2 separate regions of the Anas platyrhynchos genome follow, and region 1 is linked to region 2. Evidence: chromatin contacts called from public Hi-C data. All regions are on one chromosome and are shown on one strand. The core of a region is the stretch at or near the end of the contact, and the rest is flanking DNA. Distances in the headings are between cores, read along the strand shown.

Region 1 (3,386 bases), core at 596-3,095, 210 kb after region 2:
CCTTTGGCACCAAGCATTGCAAAAGACAATTATCCATTAGAGAAGTTGTCCCTGGTACATTTTCCTGCATCTGTGCTCATACTGATCTTTCTTCTCCTGTTCCATTACCATGGATATTTGGCAGGGCCATGAAACCTCTGGGTGCTCACTCAGTAGCCCAACCTGAAACACCACTACATCTAGAATTGGGATGCTTTGGGAAAGAGTAAAGCACCCTGGGGTCCTAGAGTTGCCATGTAACCTTGCCCCTTTCCATCCCCCAGTGTCCTCCCGTATCCTCCTGTCTTCCCTCTGTCCCAGTCCATCCTGCATCCCACCTACAGTTCCTTCCTAACATGCTCCAGCCCCTGCTGTGTGCCCCAGCCCCACCATGTCCATGTAGCCCCCTTGGCCATGCACAGGTGATATCAAAGTTGGGCTCATCCCACAGCAGTGACTGCAAGCACAGCTGGGTCAGCACTTCCAGCACCACCAGTATGTCCTGGGGGCAGGGACCCTCATGTCCAACAAGACCCTGCCAACTGGAGTAATGCTGATTCATGGGGACTGAGGCTCTGGGGACACCTACCCACAGGGCCTCAGGCATCTAGGAGACCCACTGACCTGTGGGGACCCCTTTTTATAGAAAAACTTGATACTGCAAAGGAATAAGGTATAATAGTAAATATTAAGTTGAACAATGTTTCTTTGTGCTACAAACAGTATATGTTTAAATTAACTCATCGCACTCAGTAACAAGTTTTGCCAGCAAATAGGCAAAACCTTCTGTGTGAAATAGTTCACTTCTAATAGCTCAGGATCTGTCAGACTTTTACCAGATGAATAGTTATTAAATTGAGGATATGTGCACTGCACTATTTAATATATAATGAAACTCTTTTAATAAATATATGAGCTGAGATTAAGGCTGCTAATTTAATCACTGACAGCAGAGTCTCTGTGTATGGAAAATAACCCTTTAGCATTGAAACGTTCATTTCTGCTATTTTTTCCATGTGGTTATTATACTTGCAAAGATCCAAAAAAGGCCATTTTCCTGGAGGCAGAAAGAAAACTAAAAAAGCTTTAGAGGCAGCTGGGCAGGGAGCCGTGGGTCTGACTTTGCTGACAGAAAAAGTGATTTGGAGGGGAGCATAGTCCGGCGTTTTATTGAGAAAGTCCTCAGGTAGAAAACTGCTGATTAGTTTTACCCTAGCAGTGTCTCAGCTGAGTCTGACCACCTTATTTCCCAGCTCCCAGTGCCAGTTTCAGGTGCCTGGGGGAGAAGTGTGGTTCCTTGCTGGGACATGGATGACTCTGCCATGGTGTTGCTGGCTGGTTCTCCACCCCCAGCACAATGATGGATTCTTAAAATTACTACTGATTTCTCAACTACTGATTTCTCAGGAACAGCGTGTATGTTTTTGTATAAGGGCTGCATCTGCTGAATGTTAAATAGATTTTGTGTGTACCGGTGTCAGGAGACAGAAAGAATAAATAGTCCCTAAGCAGACAGAAAGGCTATATTTAGGTCTAGGCTGAGTATGCCCTCTGCCTGCCAAAAGAAAAAAAAAAAAAGCCTCTTCATTTCCTGCTGGTCCTTTATATATAATTTTTTCTTCATTGTGTTTTAAAACTTTCAAATGTGGATCCAGTCTAGTGTTGGGAAGCTGCACAGTCCTGCCTCTGTGACAGCCCCAGAAGCATACGGAGTTACTTCTGGGCTCCAGCCACAGCCCTGCCCTGCCTGGCCACCAGGTCACTGAGCCTGATCTGATCTGTGGGCTGACATCCTGACCCAGCCTCAGCCTATTTCCACCCCCAAAATCTTGCCTCTGGTTGCCCTCACCAAGCCTAAACGTAACTCCCACTCACGGGGAGTTACTCAGTGGGAGTCCCAGCCAGGCCTTCCCTACACCATCCCTATTCCCATCCCCAGGGAACTGGGGCTGCCTCCTGGCTTCCCTGCTTTCTGGCTGGGGTGGTGGGGTGGGCTGTGGCTGTGAGACCCAGCCCCAAGGGTGACCCCGCTGCTCCTGGCCTTCGCAGTGCCCTGATGCACGTGGTGTCCAGTCTTCCAGACAACACCCTGTCATGCTTTCAGCTATTATGAAAAATTAATCCACAGAAGTCTTAGGTTAAATGGACCATGAAGGGCTTCCATGATTCCTCCTTTATGATTTTTCATGGAGAGTACAAGACTCCCTTTTAAAGAGGCTTTGTGTCTTCGGATTTTGCAAAGCATGGGGAGCGTGCCTGTGTTGCAGAGGAGAACAGAAGTACTTGAGCTAGTGTTGAATGCAGTGCTTCGGATATCACAGAGCAGTCCAGCCATGGAACTCAGCATGAGCTAACTTTACCCTACTTCTCCGCACTGTAGACATACTCTGGTTTAGAGGTTTGACAAATGGTCTGTAGGTTTGAAACAGCTTCAGGAACAGACTGGCATTAATCCCAGGTTGAAATAGGAAACAAAGAGTGCCAAGAGACATTGAAAAAGGAACAAGAGTTTCTTGTAACAAGTACTCAGAGGACTTTAGCCCTTGAAGAGGAGATTCAGAGCTCCTGATGTGAGCAGACTTTCATATACTGCTTTCCAGTTTTAAAATTGTACAACTGTCTTTTGTTCCAGCCACTTCAGAAGTTGCTAAAAATCTGCCAGTTATAGGAAGCCTCTTTCCCTCCCCTTTTGTCAAGAATGACTCTTGTAAGTAACTCTGAGCCTGTGCATACTGCTCTGCTCTATCAGGAATAGAGCTCTGCAGCTTATCATGAAATGGAGAAACACAGCGTACACCTTCATGAGGAAAACAGTTGAGGAGATAGGATATCGGATATCAACTCTTATTTTCTACTAGAGGTGATTATTTTTTTTTGTTTTTTTCTTTTTTCCTCTAGAACAGCCTGTATTCTGGGTTTGAAGCTATGACAGGGGAGATTCAGGCTGGATATCAGGAAAATGTTCTTCACCAAGAGGGTGGTCAGGCACTGGAGCAGGCGCCCCAGGGAAGTACTCATGGTACCAAGTCTGGTGGAGTTCAAGAAGCCTTTGGATAATGCTCTCAGACATGTGGTCTTATTTATTTGGTGGTCCTTTGGGGACCCAGGAGTTGGACTAGATGATCCTTGTGGGTCTCTTCCAACTTGGGATATTCTATGATTCTATGGTTCCCCTTTTATATATTGCTTCCTTCCATGTGTAGACTATGAGTAAATGTGAGCAGAGAACCACAAACTCCGTAAGACCAGAGTATTTTGGAGCATGCTGCAGCATGAAAATTGGGTTGGTAAGGTCCCATCTAATGCCCAGTACAAAGTCATGCTTCGTGACCTACAGTTTCGGGAATGACAGCTCTGTTTTAATTCCTTCAGTACATGTTTATGACTCACTGGGTCATCTGTGTTTT
Region 2 (3,448 bases), core at 609-3,108:
CACGGCCCTGCTGGGCTGTCCAGGGCTGTGTCTGGCCCTGGCTCACCTTGCCAGGCCTGATTCTAATCCCACTTGCTGTCCTGGTCTGTCCTCAGCCCGTCCCCATGGAGATGCCTGATATCTTGTGCTCCCTGGCAGGGGTGCTGTGAGTCCCTGCCCTGCCTGCTCCAGTGCAGACCCCAGCCCCAGCATATACAAGCAATCACAAACAAGCAATTGTGGAACACTGGACTGCATCAGATCAGCCTACTACAGATATCTGATAAATACACTCAGCACCAAGCAATCTCTTTGTTGTTATTTACTTCCTATACACAGGCTTTTAGGGTACAGCTTCCTTTTATTAACTTTTTATTTTATTTTTATTTTTTAAACAAGATATTGAAAAGCATCAAAACCAGTTGCTCTTTCCTCTCAAATTCCTGGTTCTTCGTATTTGGGAACAGCAATAGATACAGACATGTTAAAGGCATCCAGAGCTGTGCAGTCAGAAATATAGCACTAAAAATAGTTAATGTTTTATTATCTTCTGGAGAGAAGTTTTACTGAACCCCCTGTTAGCTGTACAACCTCTGCATCCTGGGGACAAAACAGATACAATTTGTCTGTGTTCCCCATAGGTTTGATGTTTATGAAACTTACAAACTTCAGGATGCTTGCAGACCCTTTTCCATTAGAGATGTCAGATATCAAAGGTTATCGTTTAAGGTGACAATGACATGACTTTGAACTTCTGATCTCAGAAGACAAGCGCATTTTTTCATTCTTTCTGCAGACATATCTGGAGAAGACAGATAAATCTCTAATTTGAAATGTTAAGAAATACCCTCGAAAGGATGAAGTTGGCTGCAGCTATGACAGCACTTGGCTGTTTCCAAATAATTAATCTGGTGATTAAACTTCAAATGCGTGCACAAAATGCATGAAAAAGCTGTGTTAATAATTCTTCCTGATAGCACACTGCATTGTAATTACCTTTTCCGTCATCTTTAAGTTAGTTTCCTTAGGTTAGTTTGTGTGACTGTACGGAGCTACACAACCACAAGCTTTTGTTAATGTTTTTCCCCCCCCTGTAAGGCGCTTGGGTAACAAACCGAGTGCACCGCAACCGAGTCTTCCACTCCCGTACTACTTTGTTCTCTCCTGTATTTAACGATCAGCATTTCTTCAGTGTATTTTTTTATTTTCTTCCAGGGTTACGCATTCTGTGGCCTTTCCCGATGGAAAACAAAACAAAGCTGAAGGGCATGAGAGAAAAAAAAAGTCAGGTGGGGTTTCCACCTGCCCCATTTAGCATTTCCTCGCCTTGAGTGTGGCAAATGCCGCAGCAGCCTTGTCAGAAACTCTCTTCTTTTTCACCGCGGAGTTACCAGCATGACCCAGAGCCTGTGTAAGAGCCACCAGAGCTCAGGAGCTGCCTCACGCCCCCCTGCCCGACCCCCTGGGGCAGCCCCGCGGCAGGTGCAGCCTCCCCCCCGCCCTCCCGGCGGCGCTCGGGGCCCGGCCGGCCGCCAGGGGCCGCTGCGGGCTCGGCGTGAGGCGGGCGCTACGCGGCGGAGGCTCGGCGGCTGCTGAGGGGGCTCCCCCTGGCGCCCCCCTCCCGCCCGGCCCCTCAGCGCGCGCTGCCCGCGCCGCCTTCCCGCGCCGCGCGCTGCAGCGAGCGCCCCGCAAGCGCCCCGCGGGCACGGCCGGCGCAGCGCTCACCTGCCCCGCGGCCGCTCTCCCCCGCGCGCCCGGCCCGCGGGCACGCCCCCTCGCCACGCCCATTGGCCGCGGCGGCGCCCCCGGGGCGGGTTGCGCGGCGCTGAGTGGCCGGGCGCGCCGTCCGTCATCGCCGCCTGTCACAACACGCCCGGGCTCCTGTCAGAGCGGCGCGGGGCCGCCGCCGCCGCCGCGCTCCCTGCAGCCCCGCTCCCGCCGCCGGCCCCGGGGCCGCCCTCGGGGATGGCCCCGCAGCGGGCAGGAGCCGCTCGCTGAGGGCAGCGCCGCCGGCCGCGCAGCCCGAGTCCCCCAGCCCAGCCCCGTCCCGTCCAGCCCCGTCCCGCCCCGTGCCGTGCCCCGGCGGAGCGATGGCAGAAGCCGCGGGCGGCCGGGAGCAGCCGGCGCCCCCCGACGCCGCTCCCCGCGCCGACGAGGAGCCCGAGGCGGCCCCTCACGAGGCGGCGGCGGGCAGGAGGCGGGAGCGCCGCAGCGGGGTGCCGGCCGTCGGGGCCGCCGAGCGCTTCCCCGGCGGCAGCCCGGGGCCGGCGGCAGCCCCGGAGCCCGACGCCGGCCTCCTGGAGGCGGCCCGGGCCGCCCCGCGGCGCAGCAGCATCATCAAGGTAAGGGCGGGACGCGGGCCCCGACGGCGGCCCCGGGGGTGCCCGGCCCGGCCGCGGCCGCCTCAGCGCAGGCGGGAGGGCTCCGGGCGCCTTTGTCTCCCTGACGGGCTGTGGGGAGGCGGCCCCCGGCCGAGCGCTGCCGGGGCCGTGCGGGGCTCCCTTTGCCGGGCGGTGCCGCCTCGCTGCGGGGCTGCCCGCAGCCGGCGGCTGGTGAAGGTGGCAAAGCCCCGGGCTCAGCCCCGGTTCCGTGCCTGAGGCAAAGAGCGCGGGCTGGGCGCTGCGAACTTGGAACAGCCGTGCCGAGGGGTGGATAAACAAAACGCCTGCTTTTTGCTTTTTTTCTTTTTTTTTTTCTTCTTCATTTTAACGCTTTGACAATTAGAGGAGAGCCGGGTAGTTAAGTGTGAGGGTCCTCGGGAAGTTCCACCTCGCAGCATTAAGCATCGAGCCCAACAAAGCGTCGAAGAGTGGCTTTTGGTCTCTAGAAGCATCCAGTGAAGGCGATGGGAACGCTTCCAGTCTGAAGTTCCCCAAACACACAGATGCTTTGCTAAATCAGGACCAAAGTTCTGGAAGTGTTGTGGGGCAGAAACCCAGTTCCCTCCTGGAACTGTGTGAAGGTTTTGGGAGTTGGAAATGCGCAGTCTTGGATGCAAATGCAGGCACGCGTTGCTTCTGCAGACGACACTGGCTCTACGAACTGTCAGGAATGGCAGATACACTTTAATGGTTGTTAAATGTGTGGCATTTTCACTATAGGTTGACATTTAGAAATATTATTGAGGATAGAGATGTATCTTCCAGCTGGAGAAAATTTCTTGAGATGCATCCTGGGATGGTGTTAATTGACAGAGATATTTCTGACAGATGAGAAAGTATTAATGTTAAGTAAGGAACTGGTAAGGCTGCATGTGAAATACTGGGTAAAATCTGTTTCATGTGTTTAGAAATGATGCATTCAGACTGAAACAGGTGGTAAGAGGGATAACTAGCATGGGTTTCTAAGGTCAAGGGATTGAATGCTATGTGAGCATGGCTTGCTTAGCCTGGTGAAATAATAGCAAAGGGGGATGCGGCTGATCTTGAGCGTTATGTTACAGGGCGACAATGCAGTTTATAGGAAGCGT

Evidence for each region. A called contact is a pair of places that touch in the nucleus more often than the background predicts.
Region 1: a contact with region 2 is called in a Hi-C map of liver, with 2.1 times the contacts expected there. The contact joins the enhancer-like site here to the promoter of PLCL1 in region 2. A contact is called at or near these places in 3 of 8 Hi-C or Micro-C datasets (liver, skeletal muscle and subcutaneous adipose tissue).

Annotation. Positions count from the first base shown.
Region 1 is chr7:38,875,441-38,878,826 of IASCAAS_PekinDuck_T2T, forward strand. LOC106017813 (a long non-coding RNA gene) reads left to right here. Exons shown (of 4, transcript XR_011810507.1): 1 at 1-3,386. Among named protein-coding and RNA genes, the nearest start is that of PLCL1, 210 kb to the left of the region's middle. Within about 2 kb of position 1,846, at least 1 of the 8 cell types and tissues checked has an H3K27ac peak or open chromatin away from gene starts, as enhancers often do.
Region 2 is chr7:38,669,787-38,673,234 of IASCAAS_PekinDuck_T2T, forward strand. PLCL1 (phospholipase C like 1 (inactive)) reads left to right here and starts at 1,859. Exons shown (of 6, transcript XM_027461756.3): 1 at 1,859-2,321. The coding sequence starts at 2,070. It overlaps BOLL (boule homolog, RNA binding protein), which reads right to left and starts at 1,783. Exons shown (of 14, transcript XM_072040606.1): 1 at 1,705-1,783; 2 at 976-1,238.